2 separate regions of the Oryzias latipes genome follow, and region 1 is linked to region 2. The links are chromatin contacts, called in public Hi-C maps. All regions are on one chromosome and are shown on one strand. The core of a region is the stretch at or near the end of the contact, and the rest is flanking DNA. Distances in the headings are between cores, read along the strand shown. Region 1 overlaps mn1 (transcriptional activator MN1). Region 2 has its middle 10 kb from the start of LOC110015628.

Evidence for each region. Hi-C and Micro-C count contacts between places; a contact is called where the count stands out from the background.
Region 1: a Hi-C map of fibroblasts shows a contact between it and region 2, with 1.5 times the contacts expected there. The contact joins two enhancer-like sites. A contact is called at or near these places in 4 of 5 Hi-C or Micro-C datasets (embryo, fibroblasts and gastrula embryo).

The regions. Positions count from the first base shown.
Region 1 is chr9:17,829,163-17,832,957 of ASM223467v1, reverse strand. All of the region lies in intron 1 of mn1 (transcriptional activator MN1), which reads left to right. Among protein-coding and RNA genes, the nearest start is that of mn1, 11 kb to the left of the region's middle. Within about 2 kb of position 1,472, at least 4 of the 8 cell types and tissues checked have an H3K27ac peak or open chromatin away from gene starts, as enhancers often do.
Region 2 is chr9:17,716,715-17,720,215 of ASM223467v1, reverse strand. No RefSeq gene overlaps it. Among protein-coding and RNA genes, the nearest start is that of LOC110015628, 10 kb to the right of the region's middle. Within about 2 kb of position 1,440, at least 2 of the 8 cell types and tissues checked have an H3K27ac peak or open chromatin away from gene starts, as enhancers often do.

The DNA of each region.
Region 1 (3,795 bases), core at 223-2,722, 110 kb before region 2:
ACAGCTGCAGCGAGTTGTATTGTGTTTGTGTGCTGCTACTGACACAAGTACAGCATTTCAAAGGTGTGTGTGTCTGTTCAGGTTCGGAAAGGTGTGGAAGTTGTCACCCTGCCAGCAGCAGTTATGTTATTTGCCATACAGGTAGTCGTCAGGCGCCGTTTAATTTGTATTGAGGAACTGACAAATGAGCTATGACACCGGAGCTGTTTCTCCTGGGAGACAGAAGTAGAGACTGATGGAGTGCAGGAGAAGGTAGGAGAGAGAAAAAGAAGTTGTTTTCCAGAGAGCGTCTGTAGTTTCGCTCACGAGGCCGGTGAGCGGGTAAAACCTATGCGCATTTATGGAAAGAAAGGATTCGATTCACCATATTTAGGCGTTCTGTAACTGATCATATGTCTCCTTTAATTTTATAACCACAAGAAAAAAAGAAAAATGACTTGATTGCTGAAAATGATTTCTTCCTATTTTTGTCTAATCATTATAGTTTTTGTTGGAGGAACCAAAAAGACCCAACTTATTCTTTTTGTTCAAAATAAAAGCGTATCTTTCAAGATTTTATTATGATGTGCAGGTGATTTTTATTTATTTATTTAGTATTTTTTTTTAATCGGAACAAACCCCAGAAAAGAGGGAGTAGCATTGTGCTGAAACAAAATAGAGACAGCAAAGTAGATCAATATGTCACAGACTTGGATGTCATGCTGGACAGGTTCTGGACATGCTTGTGAGTTATGTAGGAGGCACTAAATCACTTCCCATGTTCTGATTTGTGTCTGGTTTCCTCAGCTCTTCTTGTGGCCAGAGGGGGAGGTGTGTGTCGGTGTGTGTTTGAAGGGTTGGGAATGTGTGTGTTGTTGGAGTGAGGGGAGCAGTGCTTGTATGGGCACGTTTTTCTTTTTTCTGTTTTTTTTGTTTTTTTTTTTTTTTGGGTTAATTTTTTTCTGACTTTAGGTTGCAGGGCAGAGAACTGAGAGGAAATTCAAACCCAAATAACCCCCCGTGCCCTCGCCTGAGAAATGTGGCCCCCGCTCCTTCCAGATATCCTCTCTGCTCTGAGAGAAAGGTCACGCTAGGGCAGCTGGGTGGAGTTCAGGGGTGTGTGAGGAGGAGGAAGAGGGGGGGGGGGGGGCTGCAGGCGAGCCTCAGAGCTGCCCCCCCCCTCCACAAACCCTCCAGATGCACAGATACCTGGAACAATACCTCAGTTACCCAAGATGCACCTCATTCAGCTCCTCTGAACACACCTGCAAAAAACAGTAAAATTCCGTTGTTGACCTTTAAACTTTCAAAAAAAAATTGGGGTGGGGGGGCGTAACAGTTTCCGTGCAGCTGCTTTAATTCAGTTTTCTTTTGTAAAAAATCCAGTTTTTGTCTTTGCAGTGGGTGTTTTGTGCTGACAAAGCCACACGCAGGACCAGAGCAGTAGTTATGTGAAAGGAATCTGACCTGATGTCACACACTGTCATAGGAGTGAAGGCCTTTGGGTGTTTTTGTCAGTGAGTCGAGCAATCTGATTGGTGTGGTTTGTGCTGGGAGTTTAGGGTCGTGCACTCGGGACCCCGAGGTTAAAGGTGAAGTGTTGTCATGGAAGTATAGAGCTCGGGATAGAAAAGAAGCAGGCATGAGACGCCGGGGCCTGGGAAATCAGTGTGACCAGAAAGGAACATTGCAGGCTCAAAGCTGCAGACATGCTCTTCATTTTACACTTCTCTCTTAGTTTGTCATGCTTACTTTTCAAACGCATCTCTTGTCAGCCTCGGAGGACGCAGAAGTTCTTTTCAAGCGTGCCGTTGCTTTTAAGATGAATTAAAAAATAAATTGCTTACGTTGAACTGGTGGAATACATGGTCTCTGCGCAACCTTTGTTTATCTTCCCGTGTTGCTGCGGGGCTGTGGAGTGTGTGCAGTATGACATGCAAACCCGTGTCAGACCGTCAGCTTCTAGACACATTGGTGTCATCCAGACAGCCGGAGCTGCACGCCGTACTCTCCGCCTTCATGGCATTCCAGCTCCACTCATCTCCCTGTAAATCGTTTCTGACTGTGTCTGTGAAACAGCTTCACAGCTCTGCTGCCGGGCACGTGAGCCGCCGTGCGCGTCTCTGAGCATCATCAGCATGCAGCAAATAAAAAATGTACCCCACTCGGGGTATTATGATGTGAAATAAATGCATCATTTTAAATTCTGTGTTTATTTAACTCACAACTTTGGTGATCTTTTGTGGCTCTAATGTGGTTAAGAGCATCAAGGTGTATTTTGCCGCTTAGTGCTGTTCACGCCGCTGCTACCGTTCTCCTCTTTTTATTAGGCATTTTTCCCCCCCTCATGTTGGTTGGAGCTAAGCTCTAGTTTCCTGCAGATGAATAGGCTATTATTGAGATATTACCCTGGATATGAATTCTGCGTCAGTCAGTGAACAACCATAACCAGATGGATGTTATTGAAAAAAGAAAAAAAAATCCTGCTTGTAAAATGTCACGCTGATTTGGGATTTAGACATGTGTGATTTAAAATTTCACACAGCCGTTTCCACCTTTGAACGATTCTGCTAACATGGATAAATCTGAGGATTTAAGGGTAGTTTTTCACCCCCCCCCCCCCACACATACACACAGATTCTCACCTCTGGCGTAGCCATGACTACCTTTGTATGCCTGGTAATATTGTCATATTATAATATTTTTGTGTTAAACAAACAAGCTGACAATTCTTTAGTTTTAGGGTGATCAAAAGATTCATTTTGCATGCTGTCAATCCTAAATTGGAATTTTTGTATTATATAAAGATAACATTTGTATGAAAGAAAGCATTTTAGCAATTTTTCGATAGTTTTGTTTATTCTTGATCTTTCAATTCTGTCTGGGGTTTTTGTGTGCAGCCACATGCATATCCATATGTATGCATACACTGTGTGTGGGTGTGTGTGTGTGTGTGTGTGGGAAGCGGCAGCTGAAAGCTGGTGTGAGTATGGCAACGCCGGCAGTGGTTGGTGTGTTTTGGGCTGTGTGTGTTGTCAGTTTGCTGTGTGTCAGCAGTGAGCCAGGGGAACGCTTGGCTGCATATTCAGGCCGGCGCGGACCCTGCTGTGCCAAACTAGCATGAGCTGCTGGCTGGTGCTCGAGGGCACAGAGCTGAGAAGAGAGAGTGTGAGGTTGGGGGGTGGGGGGTGGGGGTGGAGAGGAGGTGAAGCTGGCAGGGGGTGGGGATCAGCCATGCTGAGGTGTATGACTCTACCCTCTGGCAAATGTGAGATCTTGTCACAGCCACCACCAACACGCCTCTAAATCCTCGCCTCTCCCCCACCCACAACATCCAGGGGCCCCCCCACTCACATCAGGTCCCTGCTCCTAAGGAAGGAGATGGTGAGAATCTTTGCAGGGACCAGCGGTTGCAAAAGCAGATAAAATAGGGGAAAAAATGGGAGGCTTTGCTGCCTGACCTTTTACCAAATCCTAGCACTTTTCTGTTCCAGTGGTCACGGCCCAAACTAGCTGCAGGGCAAGCTTGCCTCAGTGCCTGCAAATGTGCTTGTGTGTCTGTCCTGGTTGTTCGAGCCACCTGCCTGAATTGGCTTCCATGTTTCTGGCGGCAGCTCTAAGGCTGCATTCACACCGGGCATGTGCCGCGCTTTCAAGAATGCGCTAAACTGGCATTCTTGAACGGCCTTTTAGCATACGGTGTTCACACTGGACTGTCGCTACCCGATACTGGCGCATGTACCTACCGTTGGAAAAGGGTTGGTGTGAAACGTCGAAGTGGTGCGAATCTTGCTCCAGGATTCTGCCAAATCAAAG
Region 2 (3,501 bases), core at 191-2,690:
CTCACACTGCCTCCACTGCTGGATGAACATGCTGTTACTCTCACCCACCCACAGTTACGGACAAATACGTGCACAGATGCATGCAAACTTTAAATAAGCTTCTCCTTTTTATCATCTCATCATCCATAAACAGAACTTTCAGGTGTTACTTATATACTTTAGCACTTTTACCTTGGCTAGATTTATTTTACTAAGCTCACAGTGGCTTAAGTTTGAATTCTTCCATATTTAAACCTATAATAATTTATCCTTTTTTCTGTTTTCTTCATGAAGATACACAATCATAACATTCTTATTCTTTGTCTTTTTGTATTTATATCTCCATCTTCTTGTACTTCAGAGGCACAAAAAAAATGCATCGGCACTCTGGCTAAAAAGCACAAGGGTCTCAGAGGTGACTGCTGGGGGATGAAGACTTGGGGTGGATGCAGACCAGATGTTTGGGCTTTCATGAGTCTGGGGAGGGGCACTGCGAGAGGACAGCATTGAAGTGGGAGGGGGGGCATGCCTGTTCTCAATTACCTTGATCAATAGAAAAGGGAGTTGATGTGTGCGTGTGTGTGTTCAGGCACGAGTGCTAAAGCACTGTACACACTTTGCTATAATCCAACAAGGAAAGCACAGAATTTAGTGCCTTAATGTAACGTTAAATCCCTTCAATTCTGTACTGTTTAGCAAGCACATTCATGATTCTAGTGACTTTCATGCTTAAAGCCCACAAAATGCATGTTATATCTAAACTTATTTGCTTACAGTGAAAGTGTTTTTGCAGAGCAGCAATAATAACCTCTTGATTTGCTTTTCAGTCAAACATTTCATTAAAGCAACTTCATTTACACTAAATTCTAGTTGTACTTCAACTCTAAAGACCTTGGACAATAAAATACTGTAGGTTCTCCATCTTCCTTTGGTGGCTCTCCCGTGGATTTAAAATAAGATTACAGGCACTTTTAAGGTATCATTTCCCATTTTAAGCCATAAAAATTTACAAAAGATTTAAATTACTTTTCCATCTTCTCTGTCTGGTACATCTCCAAGATTGTGCTTTGCATTTTGGAACAGTTTGACTCCAAACGAGGTGGATTTGGTTGTGTGTGTGCATTTGTGTGTGTTTTGCAGGGAGGTGGCTGCTTTTATTTATTAATTAAATGTTTTGCCTCATTTACTCTCCATTTGCCTACAATGGAAACTTTGGCTACGGTCTTTTCATTTATGATATCACTTTCATCGGGCGCGATGGAAGAGGAATGGGGGGGGGGGGGGTGCTGGGGTTCACATTACACACCACTTTTGATAAAAAGCGGTCTGTGTCTAATCACATGGATCCTCCTCTTTGACCCCTGACCTTTACTCCCATGAGCGAAAAAGGAGAAAGGCATTGGTTTCAGCAGACAGAGGGGCTTAGGCTCGCTGACTTTAGCTGCAGACTGCTGAGAGCCCCCCCCAACTCCTCCCAGAGTTGAATTCAGCTTCACTCTGAACACTTGAAAAGCCTACACATGTGCAAACAATTAGCCTTCATGGCTCGCTCTGGATGAGAGCGACCCACAGACATTTGCAAGCACACACACAATCGCGGCAGAGTCAACAGTCGCCCATTCACAGGTACACACACGCAATATCAGAACATTCAGTGTTTGACTTACACATACACATTCAAGTTCACTGTTAACATATACTCTATAAATAAAATATGAAACATGACTTGATCCCTCTGCCTGTTCTACCCACACATGCTGACATTCAAAACACATTCTTTTAATTTAACACTATAAAAGGATTTGTTTTCTTTTGTTCTTGCCAGCACTTGTGAAAATTCCCAAACAAAATATGCAGCGCACCAAACAGTGCCTCCATGCATGTGATGCTATAAACATCTGGTTTCCTCCCCGGAGCCCCTTTGCAACAGTGTGTCATCCTCAGCAATTTTTTTAGTAGATGTTTCTGAAACTATCCAGCAGAATAACACAACAACAGAGCGGAAGAGACTCGCAACAATAAGGAAATAGACTAAACAGAACTGTTCTCTGTTAGCTTCGGTGGAAGAAAATATTTTGTTTTAAGAGGAAAAAGGATGAAATGTTTGTCCTCATGTGGAAGGAACAAAGCTACTGTAATTTTTTTTCATTATTTTGTCGTCAGGAACTCCAGATGATTCGAGCAAATTATTCCAAATGTAATGAAATATTCTTAAATGTTAATGAATAAAGAGTGGTTCTGTTCTCTGTAAGGGTTTAGTAGTTAATCAGCAATCAGAAACCCAATCTAAACATCTTCTTTGATTGGAGGTTATGTATAAGCTAAAGGAATAAGCACATACACACGCACACACACACACATCTTCTGCAAGTTAAATGAACCCTTTAAGGTACTTCTCAGCTACCTGTCAGCAGTCCACATTCAAGTTAGGTTTATATCAAACCTAATGGCTGAAAAGCTCAGTGGACCATTATACAGGTACAGTAATTGGAGTCTGAGCCAAGAATTTCTATTTTTTTTGTTATTGCCCAGGCTTAAATTTTTTGCTCTGCTGACACGTTCATCAACAGCACCAGAATCATGATTGAAAAAGGAAAAAAGGGAACAAAACATAAACTTTTAGCAGAAGAGAATCAGTTTTAATAGAATGTACTTTTTCTCAGTGTTATTGGATTGTGGGTTTCTGCATTGCTAAAAACAGAGATTGTGACACAGTCACATCAGGATACTGAAGGGTATTCTCAGTCTGTTTCTGCTGAAGTCACAAATATGCATACTAATGAGTACAAGTAGACTTTTAAATGAAAACTTGCACTGCTAAGTAGTGTGTAAAAGAGAAGAGCATTTTTGAGAATCTGTTTTTCTTTTGTATTTTAAAAATCTAGATGGATCTCAAATAGGAAAAAAGATTGTTAGCTTAGCTCTACACATGTCTCTTTATAAACAGGTTGGCGTGTGAGTAGTGTGCAGGCAAACACTCCTCTCTTCCTTATTGGCCATTAGAGCAGCAGTCTTTACAGTTCATGCTCCACATAAAAGATAGTTTAGCTAATTAGCTAAAAGCAATCTGTATTCCATGGGCTAATTCCTTAAGTGCCTGTCAGGTGAGCACATGTTGGCTTCGGTTTAATTGATTCTTTGCTGTTCAGCCACACTGTTGCAGAAGGCTATGCGCTTGCACCAAAAGAACCTGCCTGTGCAGAATGTAGAAATCTAGACACAAAGTTTTTGCCCTGACCTGCAATGGGAATTGATTTGACGCCCTCCGACAAAGATTTTTGTACGAGCAGAGCGGGCCTGTGCTTGATGAGGACTGTGACATGTTACCTAGTCATGACTAAACGGCTAAAGATTCAGAGAGGTGCGATTGGGTTGATGTGGATAATCGTTACATTAACGACGCACGCTGTCACGGAGTTCAATTCAAAAGCAATTAGGAGATCAGTAACCTTTTAATTCCACCTTTAGATGGAGTATGCGGTTTATGTTATGGTATATCACCTGAATCCATGTCAAAATGAA